Linked DNA regions of Sus scrofa: regions 1, 2, 3 and 4 are each linked to region 5. Evidence: chromatin contacts called from public HiChIP or PLAC-seq data. All regions are on one chromosome and are shown on one strand. The core of a region is the stretch at or near the end of the contact, and the rest is flanking DNA. Distances in the headings are between cores, read along the strand shown. Region 1 has its middle 21 kb from the start of LPP. Region 2 has its middle 110 kb from the start of BCL6. Region 3 has its middle 160 kb from the start of LPP. Region 4 overlaps LPP (lipoma-preferred partner). Region 5 overlaps LPP (lipoma-preferred partner).

The links. HiChIP or PLAC-seq counts read pairs in DNA pulled down with a chosen protein or histone mark.
Region 1: an H3K27ac HiChIP or PLAC-seq map of alveolar macrophages shows a contact between it and region 5. The contact joins two enhancer-like sites. A contact is called at or near these places in 1 of 47 Hi-C or Micro-C datasets (embryonic fibroblasts) and 1 of 2 datasets of contacts at active chromatin or transcription factors (alveolar macrophages).
Region 2: a contact with region 5 is called in an H3K27ac HiChIP or PLAC-seq map of alveolar macrophages. The contact joins two enhancer-like sites. A contact is called at or near these places in 2 of 2 datasets of contacts at active chromatin or transcription factors (alveolar macrophages and skeletal muscle).
Region 3: a contact with region 5 is called in an H3K27ac HiChIP or PLAC-seq map of alveolar macrophages. The contact joins two enhancer-like sites. A contact is called at or near these places in 2 of 2 datasets of contacts at active chromatin or transcription factors (alveolar macrophages and skeletal muscle).
Region 4: an H3K27ac HiChIP or PLAC-seq map of alveolar macrophages shows a contact between it and region 5. The contact joins two enhancer-like sites. A contact is called at or near these places in 2 of 2 datasets of contacts at active chromatin or transcription factors (alveolar macrophages and skeletal muscle).

Annotation. Positions count from the first base shown.
Region 1 is chr13:125,760,126-125,763,606 of Sscrofa11.1, forward strand. No RefSeq gene overlaps it. Among named protein-coding and RNA genes, the nearest start is that of LPP, 21 kb to the right of the region's middle. Within about 2 kb of position 1,581, at least 9 of the 83 cell types and tissues checked have an H3K27ac peak or open chromatin away from gene starts, as enhancers often do. A contact at or near this core is called in alveolar macrophages, where this site is marked.
Region 2 is chr13:125,493,409-125,496,771 of Sscrofa11.1, forward strand. No RefSeq gene overlaps it. Among named protein-coding and RNA genes, the nearest start is that of BCL6, 110 kb to the left of the region's middle. Within about 2 kb of position 1,378, at least 10 of the 83 cell types and tissues checked have an H3K27ac peak or open chromatin away from gene starts, as enhancers often do. A contact at or near this core is called in alveolar macrophages, where this site is marked.
Region 3 is chr13:125,618,073-125,621,607 of Sscrofa11.1, forward strand. No RefSeq gene overlaps it. Among named protein-coding and RNA genes, the nearest start is that of LPP, 160 kb to the right of the region's middle. Within about 2 kb of position 1,494, at least 17 of the 83 cell types and tissues checked have an H3K27ac peak or open chromatin away from gene starts, as enhancers often do. A contact at or near this core is called in alveolar macrophages, where this site is marked.
Region 4 is chr13:125,806,550-125,810,197 of Sscrofa11.1, forward strand. All of the region lies in intron 1 of LPP (lipoma-preferred partner), which reads left to right. Among named protein-coding and RNA genes, the nearest start is that of LPP, 26 kb to the left of the region's middle. Within about 2 kb of position 2,377, at least 15 of the 83 cell types and tissues checked have an H3K27ac peak or open chromatin away from gene starts, as enhancers often do. A contact at or near this core is called in alveolar macrophages, where this site is marked.
Region 5 is chr13:126,361,005-126,364,487 of Sscrofa11.1, forward strand. The region is part of intron 8 of LPP (lipoma-preferred partner); the gene reads left to right. Among named protein-coding and RNA genes, the nearest start is that of MIR28, 81 kb to the left of the region's middle. Within about 2 kb of position 1,952, at least 3 of the 83 cell types and tissues checked have an H3K27ac peak or open chromatin away from gene starts, as enhancers often do. A contact at or near this core is called in alveolar macrophages, where this site is marked.

The sequences.
Region 1 (3,481 bases), core at 331-2,830, 600 kb before region 5:
AAAAAGTCTGGAAATCTGACTTCACGTGTGTGTGGAAGGGAGTGGGAGTTCACTAACTCACTTTAGTTCCTGTCTGAGAGTGAACTGTATGAGCTATGTAAGTGTCATTGCACTCATTTGTAGGGACTGAATCCTTCCTTCAAAATATATCTTAATTGGGTCTTCCCTATTTAAACATTGTTAAAAGGGAAGGTTGGAGTGACGGCCCCCAGGTCATTTCTAAGTCTGTGATACCAAGTTTGAAAACCCCTGAATTTATGACTCTAGTCAGCACTAAAGAATCTTTTTATTACAAACCACAAAAGATGCTGAAAGTAGTTGGTAAACTATGAACTGGACTCAAAATGTAAAAATCATTATGAATTATTTTGAAAAGCCAAGTCTTTGTAAATCCTGAGTATGTAGTTACTTCATCCTCACAAAAAGCCAGCGCCTCTGCAGTTAAAAATCTGTTCCTCAGAACCATCCGTTACATTATTTTTCTCTGTGGTGAGCTTGTGCCCACAGTCTAAAATGGACACTTTCATTTCAGACCCATTTTATTTTATTTTATTTTATTTCCATTTTTAATTTTTTACTTTTTAGAGCCACACCTGTGGCATATGGAAGTTCCCAGGCTAGGGTTACGCCACAGCCACAGCGACGCCAGATCCCAGCCACCTCTGTGACCTACACTGCAGCTTGTGGCAATGCATGATCCTTAACCCACTGAGTGAGGTCAAGGATGGAACCTGCATCCTCATGGATGCTAGTCAGGTTCATAATCTGCTGAGCCACAATGGGAACTCTTCAGACCCATTTTGAAAGGCCCAGAGAGCTTGTCAACAGTCCAGATATCTTCACTAAAATAAGGGCTACTATTTCTTTCAGTGTTATGCATTATACGTATCCTTTAGTCTATGCTATGTAATAAGCCCGTTCAAAACCTTAGTGACCTCAAACAGTCATTAGCTCACAATTCTCGTGGTCAGTGATTCGGGCTGGGTTTAGCTGTGTGGTCATTCTGATGACCTTGCCTGGATACACTCATGCAATTCCAGTCAATTGGCAAGTCTGCTTGGAGCTGATTGCTGCTGGCTTATAGCAAGGCTGTGTGCCTGCATTGTTTAGCAGGTTAGCTCAGGCTTTTTCACATAGAGTTGAGTTTTATACAAAGAGAGAGAGGGCAAAAGCAGAAGCTGTGAGGTTTCCCAAGGCCTAGACTCAGAAGTTGCAAAACATTGGAGTTCCTGTTGTGGCTCAGTGGTTAACAAATCTGACTAGGAACCATGAGGTCATGGGTTCGATCCCCGGCCATGCTCAGTGGGTTAACAATCCAGCATTGCTGTGAGCTATGGTGTAGACTGCAGACGCAGCTCGGATCCCGCATTGCTATGGCTATGGCATAGGCCGGTGGCTACAGCTCCAATTAGACCTCTAGCCTGGGAACCTCCATATGCCGAGGGAGCGGTCTTAGAAAAGGCAAAAAGACAAAAAAAAAAAAAAAAAAAAAAAGAAGTTGCAAAATATATGGCTGCTGTATTCTTGTATCAGTCAAAGTCATGAGGCCAGCTAGATTCAAAGGGTGACTAAGTAAATTCCTCTTCTTTGTGGGAGGAAGAGCAAAGTAACATTGTAAAGAGACTATTGTAGCTCTCTTTGCAAACACAGTACACCTCTAACCAATGTCAGTTTTTGCTTAGAGATACTACAATTGATTTTCTTACTCCTTGATATTTCAACAAGGTCTAACATATGATAAATGCAGTTTGGGATCCAAAATACATACAAGTTGTAGAGAGAGTGAAAATAAATCAGAATTCTTCAGTCATCGGTGCTACTGTAAAGCCTAATCTCCTGCCCACAGTGTCTTGAGGTCTGGCCTGTGCATCTGCTTGCCTCATTAACCTGAGGCTTCTCTTAGGATTGCAGTTTGTCACATGTTACTGGGAAATGACCCATGAAATTTCCTCTGCTGGAGGTCTCTTAACCCATGCATGGTAGAGCCAATGAAGTCTTTAGAAATGTCCTGTGCTTGCTCCTTGCTAGCAACAATTATCTGTCCATAAATGAAATTTGCCTCAGAGAGAAGTGGTCAAATTTATAAAAACATAAAAATGGGGAGTTCCTGTTGTGTCTCAGCAGAAACGAATCATAATTACCCCTCAGACTCTGGTTCAATGGATCTAGAGTAGGTATTCACAGAGTAGTAGAGAATATAAGGTATGAACAGGAAGGAAAATGTAATAAAATTGCTTTTAATATAATAAAAATGTGATAGAAGAGGTATAGCAAAAGCACTGTAGGTATTCAAAAAAAGGAAGATATTTTTAGCTGGAGAGGGAGAAATCTAGAAAGACTTTCTAGAGAAAGAAAACTTTGACTTGAACTTGAGCAGTTGAGATATATTACAGATGTACTGAGGGATCACCTATGGTTGAATGAAGAAAATAGAATGTCTCTATCTCTGGGGATGCAGCAGTGCTGATGATTGGTCTCTGGCCTGTGTTGGCCACAGCAAAGTGTTAGAAGGAGACCTCTCTTGACACCTTTTTTTTTTTTTTTTTTTTTTTTTTTTGCTTTTTTGGGCTTCACCTACAATATGGAAGCTCCTAGACTAGGTGTTGAATTGGAGTTGGAGTTGCAGCTACTGACCTACACCATAGCCACATAGCTGCAGCAATAGCAATGCAGGATCCAAGCCATGTCAGTGACATACACCACAGCTTATGGCAAGGCTGGATCCTTAACCCACTGAGCCAGGCCAGGGATGGAACCCACATCCTCATGGATACTGGTTGGATTCGTAACCTGCTGAGTCACAACAGAAACTCCTTTTGATATTTCTTATCTGCCACATATTTGAATGTCAACTCAAAGTCATTGATATGAATTCCAGAAGACATGACACATACATACATGGAAACCATCCCTAAACCATAAAATTGGAAATAAATGCTAGCTGTTTGTGTTCTAGTAGATTATGCGTTTCATATCATCCAGTTTACACAGCATAACTATGGCCCTAACAGATTATCAATAAAATTCACATGGAATGAATTAAAAATTGGTCACTTAATTGGATCTGGGGCTACACATTGCGAAGACTGACTTGCCTGACTCAGAACTAGAGTGCAAGAAAACTTCATTGTTGATGGTTTGTCATGATGATGATGGAGTTTCTCAGAGGCTAGGACTGCTGAGTCATGGGGGCTCATACACTGACAGTAAGGCAAAAGGTTATTTGGGGACAGCTGTAGCTGCAGAAGGTGTGTCTCCACTTGAGAAGGCAAACAATCAGAGGTGAAGCCTTTAGCTCTAGGTTGCTCTGGAAAAAATAAGGAATACTATAGCAGAAACTAGGTGATGTGCAAATCAAGAAAGATTCAGACTGCGCATTCTTGTAAATATTAAGCATTATTAATAGTTACAGTACTTTGACATTATAGTATTCAGAACACAACAACTGAAGTCCCTAAAAGCCAAACTTGGCTTTGTCATC
Region 2 (3,363 bases), core at 128-2,627, 870 kb before region 5:
AGTAAAATTTCAAAAGATCACAGTGGAAAGCAAGGATGTTCCAAGCAGGGGGAACATTTGGAGCAAAGGCTCATGGGAAGAAAGTTTTCAGAGAAAGATGTCCAGCCCTTTGTGTTTGTACAGGGCAGTATGTGGGTGACCATGGGAATGTGTGGGGTTAGCAACAGTTGGAGATATGGCTGAAGAAGTAGGTCACCAGTCTTGGAAGGCTAAGGACTCTCATTTGGGTAGATAAAGGTTCCCAAAGAGGAGTGCATGCTCCCAGGAGGGTGTGCAAATCAAACTGGGATCTTCATTTATATTTAGTTTTATTTACATAAAAGAAGGTAAAGTTCCTATTATTGCCTACATAGATGGACTAGGGGACCCATGTTGGATCCCAAGGAAAATGAGTCCATCTCCAGCTAAGGTTATTCTGAGGGAGGGGTAGTGATGCTCAGCCCCTAGAGGGTCCATGAGCTCCCCATACTTCCATTCTCCTTCAGCTACTTTCTTGGATTTATGGAAGATTTACCTCGATTTTATGAAATAAATTCTCACTAAATGGACAAGTGCTTTTATAAGATTCCTGCACAGAACTCATGGAGTGAGAATAATTCTTGTAACAATTACAAGCCAACAACAAAACAATGATAGAGCTGATGTTTTCTCCTCTTCTTGGCTTCCCACTGGCTACATTTCAGGGGTTAAAGCCAATGATGATCTAATCACATATAACAAGCAGTAGGCAAAAAGAAAAAAAAAACTCAAAATTCTCAGAAAGAATGCTTGAAATATGGGTTTACACTCCTGTGATTAATGATAAACCCCTCGTAGAGTGTTGATTACGTCTTGGGATGATAGAAAAGATAATATGATGTTATAGGATTAGCAGGACTTTTAAAGTATTTTTTATTCCACATTTATCTCCTTTATAATTTATATTTTTCATTTATTTTTATAATGTGCATAATACACTGGCATGGTTTGACACACATGCAGACACACGTATTATGAATCCATTTGAGCACACAAATTATAAATCTTTTAATGGGTGGGGCTCCATACTCAGAAAGTTTGGAGACTGCTGATTAGGACTGTGAAAAACCATTATTGGAGGTTCTTAGTGTGAGACAAGATCAGAGCTGTGATTGAGGTGATAAACTTGATCACATTTTCTCAAGGGAAAAAAAAAAATCTTGCACAGGCAATCAGGGAGACAGAGTCTGAAGGAGAGTCATTAAACTTGGCTCTTCCTCTTTCAGAGATGTTCTCTCTTCCTTACTAAGGTAAACTTCCTCTACCCGCCAGCAGGAGCTCTGTAGGACATGTTCCCAGAGCCAGGCTTTCTCTGGCTGCCTGCACAGGAAGAAGACTGCCTAGAACACCCTTCAGCTAATTTCCTCTCTTCCACAGTTCTCGCTTTCTGAGAAGCCAATCCTAAGGCAATCCTCAGCATTGACTCAGAGCAGAAGTGACTGAGATTTTTGTTGTGACATGGAGCTCCAGCCTTTCCTACCTAAAGGTAGAATATCAGAATGGCCATCAGCAGGGGCTCTGGAGTTGAACTACCTATGTATGGCTAGTCCTATCGGATATTCCTGGACTCACCTTGGCCAGCCACTTGCTCTCTTTACACCACAGTTTCCTCATCTGTAAGTTGAGGTTAACCATCACACCTGGGTGGCAGTGGTGAGGAGTAAATAAAACAATGAATGTAAAAGACAGTGTATGATTTTTGGCATAGAATAAATTCCCAAGGAATGTGCATTCTTCTCATTACAAAGGAATGAATTGGAGCATGGTCTGAAGGGCCTCAGGGAAGAAACAAGGAAGGAGGCTTCCAGGAATACAGATCCTTTGATATCCTTAAAGCAATATCCAAACAAAAGTATAAATCTCTATGGAAGCTAGCATATTCAAGGCTGCCAGTTGTGTTGCGGTGGGGGGACGGAGGGGAGGTTGCTAAGATAGTTGCCTCTGAGTCACCCTCTCTCCTTGACTCATCTGTCACCTATGTCATCTCTGGCCATTGCCACAGTTTCTTGTGAGAAATTATGAAATAAATGGCCTGTTCAGTAATGCCTGGGTGACTAGGTGAACCCTGGGCATATGGCCAACTCTCTTTAAATATCCTTCGGTTTAGTGGACTCTACATAATTTAATTTCCTTAAAGGAAAAAAAATGCTAATAATCATGCTCAGGAGGACTTACAGATGCAAAATTAACATTCTGAGGCCTTACAGAGTAAGATTTGCCCGAAGGAAAAAGATGTGGTAGGTGGCAAGAGTGAATCCTGCTCATTCATAGACAGGTCCTTCTGTTTCCAGATGTAAGGAAGATCCTGGTGGGCAAGGGAAGGTAGTCATGGTAATAGTTAAGTCATCACCCCAATAACTTTGCTCATTTATACCAGGATGGAGAATTTCCAAAGTGCTTTCCTATGTGATGATGATGATGGTGATGATGACGGTAAATTCTTTTACTTGCCCCTTTATCACCTTTCTCCTTCAACCTCCCAGCCATTCCTGTGGAAGTATTATGATCCTCATTTTGCTTGTGACAAAACTGGAGCCCAGAGACTTTGAGGAACATGATCCCAATCACTCAGCTGGGAAGCAGCAGAGTCAGGCGAAAACCCAGGTCTCGTGGTTAAAACAAGCACTCTACCCCGGCTACCTCCCCATTTTGCTCATCTGATCTTCACAAAACACTCCAGATCCCTTTGGTGTGGAGGGAGGTTTCCTTTTCTGTCAGACCTTTTTCCTTTCCCAGGCAGATCTGGCCATTGCCTGAACATAGCTCTGTCAATTTCTCTGTGTTACTGAGCATTGCACCACAGGATGATGATCTTCACATGAGTGTCTCCCCTGGGGGTTGTGATCTTCTGAAGAACCGGGATACCATCTAATTCCTCTATACGCCTGGCTCCTAGCTCAGAGCCTGTGATGGGGCAGATGCTTATTGACTAAATGGTGAAAAAATGAATGCCTCCAAATGAAATTTTTTTTGTACTCCTCTCTGCTTCCTTCTAGGCCCAGCATAGGGCCCATGATGTTATCCATCTCTTCTGAACTTTTAGTAGAACCACAGACTTTCAGCCATATCCTTAGAGCATATATATCTTATCTCTTCAAAGGGTTCTTGATGGTAAATCTTACATCTGAGTGTCCGATGGGTCCCTTATGAGATCTAGGCTGATTCTAGGGAGAGTGGGCATATGGTGAGTATCCCTGACTATGTCCACATTGTTGCCTGCACTTTGGAAAGAGCGGGCAGAACAGGTTGGGGGTAGAGCCCAAGGAGTCTTGGCAGAGACTTAATTGGAAAGAGACAGAAGAGCAGATGGACAGGAGACCAGTTTTACCTGGCTTATCAGCAGGC
Region 3 (3,535 bases), core at 244-2,743, 740 kb before region 5:
TTCCTTCCCTTTTGAACACTCTCCAAGTTTGCAAACATCCACTGAATTGTGACCATCTGATATGGGTCACTAATCTCTTTGGTGGTAGAGGCTGTCCCTACTTTTTACTCTCTGTTGTACCCCAAACCCTCTAGCCTAGCACCTGATATCAAGGAAGGAATAAAAGGAGTGAATACAGGAGGATTGATGAGTCAGCATAAAAACATAAATACTCAAATCTTCAATAATTCTCTGTCATTAGTGGGGCTTTAAAACTTGTCTCAACCATTCAACAATGCCCCAACATCTACCAATCCATGCTATTCTCATCACCCATCTCCACAGCCCCCATACAGGGTCTGCTCATAGGTGATGCTCAGAAAAACGGAGTGATTAAATCAAAGGATCAAGCATTTCCAACAGGACATAAAGTTTCTCAAGAGCAAGATGCCTCTATTAACCACTCTGGTGCTGTGCTTCACACATGGTAAGTATTCAGCCAGGAGTTGACTTTTATGCCATACTCCCCCAGGGATGATGGAGCAATAGATGCGAAAATGTAGTGGAAGTAGTGTGAGCTTTGAAATCATTCAGATATACCTGCTTTGTGATCTTGGGAAAATGGCTTAACCTCCTGATCCTCATGTTCCCCATCTGAGGATAATACCACTGCTAAGGTGTTATTTTGAGGCCATCCTAAGGCCATTGTTACGGGAAATGGATGCCAAGGCTTTTGGCATTTGCCTGGTGCCGCAGGGGTTCCCCACCCACATTAGTTCCTTTTTTTCCTTTCCTTTCTGGGAGTCAGAGTCTGGCCAGCTTTACTTCTCCCTCAACCTCCTAGGAAGCAAACAGTGGTAAAGGAATTGGAACAGAGGCTGAGACCCATTCTCTTGTTCCAATCTGACCAGCAGATGGCAATACCCATGCCCTGTGGCTCCTACCCAAACCCTTTCCATCCTGATGGAGGGGAAGGTGACAGGAATAGGCTCATAGGATGACTCAGCTCCAGTGACTAAAGTGAGGAGGTGGTGGTGGTGGGAAGGCATGGGGGCTGGAGCGGAAATGAGTGAACCATATCTGATGAAGGATGTCTCCAAGATAAAGGGGCTTGGCCCTGGTGAGTTCCTGGCTCTGACGTGGTACAGACAGGCAGGGGCCTGAGCTCTCTCCCTTGACCCCCCTCACTTAATCTCACAGTGAGATAACTCCCTGCCAGCCCAGGGGAGCCTCCCAGGGCAGATGCTGGGGGTCTGTCTGCCCCCTGGAGGCTTTCAGCTCAAGGTCTGAGACACATCTGAACACCACTTTGGATGAACTGATTCTTAAAAAGTGTCCCATATCTCCAAAATCCATGTGTATGGGTTCTGATCCTGACAGCCTCCTGATTGCCAAACTTGGCCTCTCTCCTCGCCTGCAGACTGTTTTCTCCACCTATGCCACCCTTTTGATATCTCCAAGCCCTGCACATGCAACAAATTTAACACTGAACACTAAGTGCCCTCCCATCCACTTCTGTCATCCCTTCTCCTGGTTGGTTGGTTACCATCGACCCTATCACCCAGACTGGGCCCCTATCACTCCACTCTCCACGTCAGTTCCAGTTCCTGAATTTCTCACTCCAATTCCTCCTTGCCTTCCCCACCACAGCTGACTCTGGCTGGGCTTTTGTCATAATTTACTATGATGCTCCAGCATCTTCAAACTAGCCTCCATGCCTCCTATCTCTCTTCAGTCTTTCCCAGACTGTCTACAGAATGCTATGTCCAAACTCATTCCTAGTGTCGTTATCTCCCTGCTTAATATCCCTTAATGTGTTCCCAATCCCTATAAGACACAATTCAGGAGTTGCATGGTGGCATAGAAGCTTAAGGACCCAACATCATCCCTCCCATGGCTTGGGTCAATGCTGTGGCACAGGTTTGATCCCTGACCAGGGAACTTCTGCATGTGGCTGGAGCAGCCAAAAAGACACAGTTCAGACTCCTTAGTCTGTTGAATGAAGCCCTTCATGATCCAGGACACGCCCATTTTCTGGTTTCGCCTGCTGACCCCATCCTGCAAACTCTGATGCACAGAGACACTCCCTAGATTGGAGCCAGTCCTGAGTCCTGGCGTCACATGCACTCTTTCCACCTCTAGATCTGTGAACACGTTGTTCTTTCTATCAGGTGAGCACTTTTCTGCCTTTCACAAAATTATTTATCTTTCTAGATTCACTCAGTTTTCATCTCTGCTGGGTGGCCCTTTCAGATTCCCAGAAAGGAGTTGGCAGCTCCTTCTCTGAGCCCTCTCTCAAAACATGGTCACTCTCACTAAGCACCTGTTGGCGTGGTGAATTCTTGTTTATGTGTATCTGTCTTCACTGGACTGGGGATACATGGAGGCAAACCCTCCCAGAGAATACCTACTTAAATAGTTTTTGAATAAATGAAATGTTAAAAACAGGCATGAAGTAATAGTCAGTTTCGTCCTCTGATCCTCTGTGTTTCCATCCATAAACTAGGTATCTGATCCAGGTAACTTACAACTCTGTCAACCTCAGATTTTATACTGCATCATGCTTCCACTCAGCTCACACACCTGGCCCACTCAGCAGCAAGAGATATTGCTGAGTTATTTTTCCCAAGGAAGGAGTAGGACTGTGGGTCCACCCACACTGCAAAGTGGCTGTCGTCTCAGAAGCTCTGATTGAAGTCACAGAACTGCTCAAAGCCAATGCTCTACAGAGGGACTCAGAAACCCAGGACCTATACCACACAGGCTGGGACTCTGGTCACTTCCCCAGCAAGTCATAAGTATTGTCCACCCGTGTGGGGCTTGTCTGCAGGCACTCACATGGGTATGGCCACCAGCCTCAGGCAGGCACCAAGGGTGACACATCTGTGCAAAGGAAGCCACCCACACAGTCTCACCTCCCCCAGGTCATTCTCTGTGATCCCCGCACCTTCCGGCACCAACCCCACACTCACACACCCACAGTGCTGGGTTGTCTGCCTGAAAATCTAGAGCTCTACCCATCAGACCGTAGCATCTTTCAGGAGGTAAGACAGATGAACCCATAGGCTGGTGGCTCCCCTCCTCTGACCCCATCATCAGCTACCCCTCCCTAAACAGCTTCTGCCAGCGTGCTGGCGTGAGCAGACCCAAGTTCACCTCAAAGCTTTCTCTGAGAAAATAATTTGATCTCCCTGAGCCTCAGTTTTCTCACCTATAAAATGGCACTAATGGCCCTGACTACATTCTCTCCATAGGGATCACTAAGACGCAATGATCTAATACGTGTGAATGTGGCCCGTACACACAGGTTCAATGCAAACGTTCAGGATTTAAAAGAGTAATGGTGTTGATAGACACTACGTTCTGTTTCTAAGGAAAAGCACCTTTTCAAATAAAAAGGAACAGTTTAAATCCAAATATTTATTGAGTACATACTGTGTGCCAGATATAGTACAAGCGATTATTAATGATCTAAACAACACTTCCATAACTAAATTCAGCAGTGCTGTAGTTTAATTTTATGTCTGAAGTCAAAAGTTTCATGTTTTGAGATATA
Region 4 (3,648 bases), core at 1,127-3,626, 550 kb before region 5:
TCATGTTCTCATCTGAAAACAAGAACAGTAACACCTCTTAGGGCTGCTGGTAGAGCACTGAGCAGGTACAGGGCCCTCACTGGTAACTCTTGTTGCTGTCATTATTACTAAAGAGGATGAGATGTGGTCTCCACCCTCTCATGCATAGGTGGCTTCCTGAATGTTGCAATAGAGAGAAAGTAGGAATTAGCGGAACAAACACAGGGCTTGGCTTTAGGAGAGCTGAGTTCAAATCCCAGCTTTGCCACTTACTAGCTGTATAGTCTTGGGCAAGTTATCTGCTCTCTCTGAGCTATCATTTAAAGCAAGTAGACTTAGTTTATGTAACAGAAGAGCATAATGAGCAAGAAGAAGGATAGAAATTGGAAAGAGGTGGAAATCTGTAAACCAGGTGCAAGTTTTGGTTGACGTAGAATAAATCTTACTCAGGAGGAAGCCAGTAGAAGGAGATGCGTGGCCTGAGGCTTGGTGTTGGAAGGGGCATCAGGCCTGGGGGTAGTCCAGTAATGGTGGACTCTGCTGGTCAGCCCAGAAAGGGGACTGCTTGCAACTCAGAAGAGATGTCTTCCTCTCATATCAGGGACTGCGCCTGTAGAGCCACCAGTATAGGAAGGGAGGCCTGGTTGAAGTGATGTGGGCGCCGGCACTGGAGCATGGCTGGAGAATCTGGCTGGAGTGATGGCATCTGCTTTGGACTAGGGCTTTGAGGTGCATTCACGGTTCTGCACTGTGGACCAACACATGAGGGTGAAAGACATTGCAGTGATTAGAACCTAGGATTGACCTAGGCACAAGAGATTAGATTAGAAAGGTACTGAATATGATTGCTTTATGATATGTATCTCTCACAGTTGGTTCAGGAGCTGGGAGAGGCCTGGCTAGAGGTTGGGGTGGTCCAGGGGAAGATAAAGTCTCCTAGAAGCCTCAGTTTCCTTATCTGTAAAATGGGAGTAGCAGTGGTGATTATGTTGATGTCCCCCATTCTTTCTGGATTAAGGGTGAAAGTACTTGTCTGTGGGAAGGTGCTTCATGGTTACAAAATACTGGAGAAGAGCATGGTGTTCATGCTATAGGAGAGTACCAAAGAGCTGTAGAAGCATGAGAGATGGGGAGATGAAGCAGCCACAGGACTCTGAAAAGTCATCCCAGGGAGAAGACAGGGATGCTGAGATGGTGGGACCTATGTGATGACTGTGTAGGGTTTAGGAGTCCACAAAAACATTGCCTGGGCTGATCCAGAGCACAATCTTCCCTTCTTCTCCATGGAGCTTTTGGCATGGGTGGGCCCAGGGGCTCTGTTTGGGTGGCCACTGTAGCACCCTTGATTCACATGGGTGAGAAGAGTTAGGCTCTTGCGGCCTAACTAGGAGGGAGTGTTGGAGGAGGATGGTGCTTCTGGGATGTCCAGGCTGTCTGGGTGCTTTACAGCCAATCTGTGTTTGGATCAGGTTCCCCTCATGCTATACCCCAGTTAGGCTGCCCCGCCCCATGTCTTCTTTTCTCCACACATCTTGATTGGTCCCCCTCTTCTCTGCTGCCTTGGGACTACTCCAAGCAACCAGGCCGCTTGCTGCCTACTACTTTATTTTCCAAGGTCTCTGAATCTCCCTTTCTTCAGATCTTCACTCAGAGCAGTATGGTATCATTTTCCCAATGTTTGTCTTCTGCCCACTGCATCAAACTTTTCTTCCTTGGTTGGAATTAAATCCTGAGTGATCACTTACCTCTTTGCTTCCCTCAACTGTGGGTCTCACTGATGGTGAGTCAGAGCGAGAATCCATCAGGCGTTTTCTTGGTGCAAAAGGAGAGTCATAGCCGACTTATGGAGTTGACTCTGTGTCCGTTGTCTGCCATTCTCAGAACAGGGCGGGGAAGGTGAATAAAGTACCCTTTCGGCCGTCTGGGGCCTTGTGGTCAACACAGGAAACAGACATGCAAACCAGATTGAGGCATGGGTGAAGCAGTGCCGTGTCGCTGGGTGTGTGTATAAGCAGAGGAAGCATCCTGGCAGCAGGGTGATGGAGAGAGCCTGTCAGGTTTCCACAGTGATGGCCCTGTGGACATGGAGACATGTTTGGCCATCAAGAAAGAAAAAGACGTTTTGAGAACGTTGATGTGGGCCCTGTAGAGCCAATCCTCCACATTCCCTGTTGATCGTTGAAGCCTGCTCACCCCCAGGGCTTTTGAATTTGGTTGGAAGGCTGTGCTGAATCTTCCTCAGTGACCCTCTTTTGCCTTCCCTTCATCTCTGGCTCATCCTTGAACCTCTGACAGATGGCCCTCCACGTAGCCCTGTGAGCTCCTCCCTGGCTCCTACCCCAGCCCTGCAGCACATTTCCTGTTTCGGGCCTCAGGGCCCCTGGAGGCCTGGCAGTCTGGCCAAACCTGTCTCTCTCCCCTGGTTTCCCTTGTGATTCTGGAGCCCTTGTCCTTCTAGAGTGCCTGTATCTGCTACACATTTGTTTGCCCAACTCATGCTCTGCACTTCTAGATTCCTCCCCTGCTCAGATTTCCATTTAAAGCCACTGTGAACAGGTCTGAGTGTCCACTGCCAGCACCATTCCCGGTTTACTGGAACCCCATTTCTCTTCCTGCTGGGAAGCCACCCTTGACTGCAACTTGAGCAGGGCCTCTCTGCAGCCTTTTTTTTTCCTCCAAGAGCATGACCTCTGGCTGGAGAAGGGATCATCTGGCCCTGTCTTAGCTCATCCTCCATGTGTGAGGCTTTTTTCCTCTAACTCCTCGTCCACTCAACCTCCTGCCTTAGGTCTACTGAACAGAATGGCACCTGCAGGCCTGTTCTTTTTCCTGGCATCTGTGCCTAACACTCAGAAGTAACTTGTGAAAAAACAGGGATGCTTCGTTGGGTCTACTTTTAGAAGGACGTCAGAATGGCCTCTGGCAATGCCTGGGGGCGGTAAGAAAGTGTTGGTTTGATTTTCCAGTTAATTTTATTTCTAGGCATAAATACATGCATGGCCTTGTTCGGAGAAAACGAATCGTTTTGTGAGTGGAACTGAGTGGAAGACCCTTACCTACCAGTTTTCTTCCTGCTCTGCTTGAGCTTCTGCGATTCCCGGCTCTGCTTCAGGGCAAGCATTTCTCCAGCTTCCCTGGGGGCTTCCTGCCCTCTCACTCACCATCTCCCCTGGCCTTTGGGTAAAATCTTTCCCTGGGCACACCTCCACCCTGCCATCATCTGACCTTGCCTTGGTTCTAGGAATGTCTCCTGCCACCCCCTGCCTGCCTCACTCTCTGCTTCAGCTAATGAGAGTGTTACTGGTCACACTGTCTCGCACGCCTGTATGTCTTCACATGTGCTTTCTTCTTGGCCCTGGGCCCTTTGTTTCTATCTGGTGAACACCTGCTCATCCCTCAAAATGTAGCACAGATGTCTCCTCCTCTCCAACCTCCTCTCAATCCCTCAGGAAGAACTGAAAGCAAAAAACAAATGCAAATTTTCTAAGTATTGCTCTCAGAGTAGTACATACTCATAATAAAATATTTCAAATATACAGAACCAAATAAAGAAGGAAATGAGACTCACCTGTAAATCCACAATTTAGATACAAACACTGTTTGTTTCTAATATTCTTGAGTAATTCATTACATTTTTGTGCATTTGCGTTCTTCTGACATGTTGTCTTA
Region 5 (3,483 bases), core at 702-3,201:
ATAAGAAACTTTAGTCAAGATTTCTCTTTAATGAGATTTATCCGTGGTGACTCTAAACGTAATTTAATTCTTATCAGAATTTAGTTAAGCTTTACTCCAAAACCCTTGTTCGATATTGATTTCAGAGTTCAGTACAGCCCTCAAGTCCTCAGATGGATGTTTTAGCATTTTAATTTCTTCTGAACTTTTATAAGTCCAATAAGCTGCCGCACTAAAAATGTAAAGGGTTTTCTTGTGCGGAGGTTGGGGAAGCGGGAAGAATAAAATGAAACATTTGTTTTGAAGATAGAGTTTGTATTGAGAAGAACCCTAGGGCTGTGTGTATCTCCCTTTGAACCAGAGCCCTTAGAAAAGGAAGCACCTGCAATGTCATCCAGTCAAATTACCTCCTGTTCCATTAGTGGAAACAATATGTCTGAAGAGATCCCTTTCAAAGCAGAGAAAACCTAAGCCCTGGGCCTCAGTCTGTGCCTTTTTTATTATTATTAATGGAATCAGAATATTGAAGATAGCGTCTTAGTTAATTATTTCTGTGTAAGGACCATCCTGTTTGATGCTCTGAGTTCGGAAAGGAGACGAGTCTAACATAAATTTAATTTATTCTTGCCCCAATTGGTTATTGATCAACTGAAGATCATATTTAAATTAAACATTTAAGTAATTTGGAGAGAAAATATACCAGTTATGGCTTTATCTTTGATTCAGTGATTATTCAGATTTACCTATATCCTCTTGAATCCTTAATCCTTACATGTACATAGGATTAAACAAATTTGATTCAGTAAGGCATTGTGTTTCACTTTAATCATTTTGTACATGCTTTCTTTTGTATTTTCTATTGATTGACAATATAAATATATGTATATATATATATATATATATAGCTTTTCATTGTTAATAATTTCCATTTTTAGCTTTTCATATGTTTAGTTTACACACTACTTTTTAAAACCATTTGCTACTGGACAGATAATGGATATTTTCCAATCTTTTAGTATTATAAAAAACATGCCTATAAATAACTGAGTAAAATTTTATTTAATTTTATTTTGAATTGCTTTCTTAGCATAAATTCTGTGATTTATATTACCAAATTTATGGCAATTTGAAGAGCTTTTACTAGATTTCTTTAAAAAGATATTTTCACTTTAGAGAACCATCAACAATAATGAGACCAAATGTTAAACTATAACCTGTCCACTATTGAAGAGGTTTATTTACATTTATTTTGAACCAACTGAATAGGTGCATTATATAATAGTTTTTAATTTGGGTTTCTGTAATTAGCAAAATCATTAAGATGCTTTTTTTCTTTGGTGATACATCTCTTAAAAGCTTAGTTTTGATTATTCTTATGGATTTGTTTAAATAAACATATTAAAATTAGAGCACTAAGCTTCCTTGGGAAGAAAAGTGATATAAATAGCATACCTTGGTCCTAGTCTTTGCTTTCCTGGTATGATGTGAAATAAATCATTTAATCTGTGAGTACCAGTATCCTCATTTATTAAAGGGAAATATTAACTTCTAACCATTCTTCAAAGAGAAGGAGTGAACAGGAGTAATATTTTCTACATGATGAAGAAATCATTTACTAATACAAGGGCTTAATCTGATTAATAACATTTTCATTGCTTTTTTTTCTTTGGCTTAATCTGATGGAATTTAGAAATCCTCTAAGTTTGGGGTAATTTCATAGCTGCAGTTGCTATGGAAATCCTGCAATAAATAGATGTCATAGAAGGAATATGAGGACATATATGAGAAGAGGTTAATGTTTTTCTTAAGATTTTTGTGTTGGTATGGGAAGCAACCATACTTCCCACTGCCCTCAATGAGACAGGCTTCTAAGTACAGATTTACAAAAGAATTGCTGTGTTCTCAGCATTGCCAAAGAGTCTGGGCCTAGAGACACAGTGCATCAGAGATGCTCAGCAAGTCTGTTTATGAGATGGCAGCCAAGGATCTTCCCCTAAACCAGGGCTCTTACTCAGAGTGGATGGAATCCAGCTCCTGACTCTCTGGTAGTGGAAGTTGGTACAGGCATTTTTATTACAGTTACAATCCAAGTGATTAAAAGACTTAAGGAAATAGGAGGCCAACTTCACATGAGACTAAACACTTAAAAGTTCCTGAATTTGCGCATTAGTGGCTCACACACTAACAGCTTTTTTTCTCCCTGTGTCACTAAATGGCTACAGTTAAAACATTCTAACTTTTCAACCTACTTTAAGAGGTAGGTTTTGTACCTTTGCAGGAAGGTTGTCTTTTATATGCTCAATTCCACCTAATAAAATGTTTTAAAAGCAGTTATGGCTAGTGCTTTATGTGGGTATTAGCAACGGACCTGAGAGTTTAGACTAAACTTGAGAAATTCAGGTGAACTTCTCTCCTCTTTCCTTAATTACATACCCCTCCTGCTCTCTCATCCCCAAGTAGTGGGTCTCTCTCTCTCTCTCTCTCTCCCTCTCTCTCTCTCTTTCCCACATACCACCCATCCACTCACACACGCACACACGCGCTTTCTTCTTAATGTTAATTACATCATCCTCCTATAAGCACTCTCCCAGGAAAGAGAAAAATGGTTCAAGAGAGAGGAAAATTTGTCAAGTATGCTCTTGAGAGATTTAACCATTCTAACTACTACGAATAGTTTTCTCCTCCATTTGTACAGCCCCTTATATTTCACAGTGCTCCTGCGCCTCTTTTACTGCACCTTACGCATTAGAACCTTGTGAAACAGACAGAGGGGAGATTATTGGTCCCATTTATAGTGGCTTTGATATTTTCAAAGAAAAAGACAAAACGAAGCCTAAGGAACAGATCTTTTCACTTGCATTTTATTACTAGATCCATTCTGCTGCCCTGAAACTACAGTTCAGCTTCCTAAAAATGTGCGGATATTGACAGCCCCCTGGGATTATATAGCCTTTGAGTCCCACAGTTTTAATTGATGACCACATGAATCATGGCTTCCAGTATTACAGAGCCTAAAATGCTAAACTTCTGCCAACTTAAAACCACAGCCCCTGCCTTTCCATGAGCATTTACTTGTTGCTCTCCCCGAAATGTCTCAGGTTTTAAGACAAAAGCCCATTTTTATGGTTAAAAATAATCACAGCAATAACTAATGTTTCTTTAGTGCCTTAATTTTTACACAGCACTTTTTGTTTATCTCAGGTCACTTTCTCAAAATCTTAGAATATAGGTACAATTATTATTGCCTTTACTTCCAATAGTAATAACTTGGGTTTTAGAAAAAAATCAGCTTGCTCAGTCCCACAGAGCATGAGTGTCAGATCCAGGACTTGATCCCGGTCTTTGATTTTCAAGTTCAACTCTGCACATATCCAACAAATTATTGGAAATTTCATTTGTTATTACTAGGTTTCATTTTTCCTCATTAATTTTTTTCTCTATTACCATATATGAGCTCAGAATATTTTTTTCTTATAGTAGTAATTAAAAAAAAACTCAGTTTTT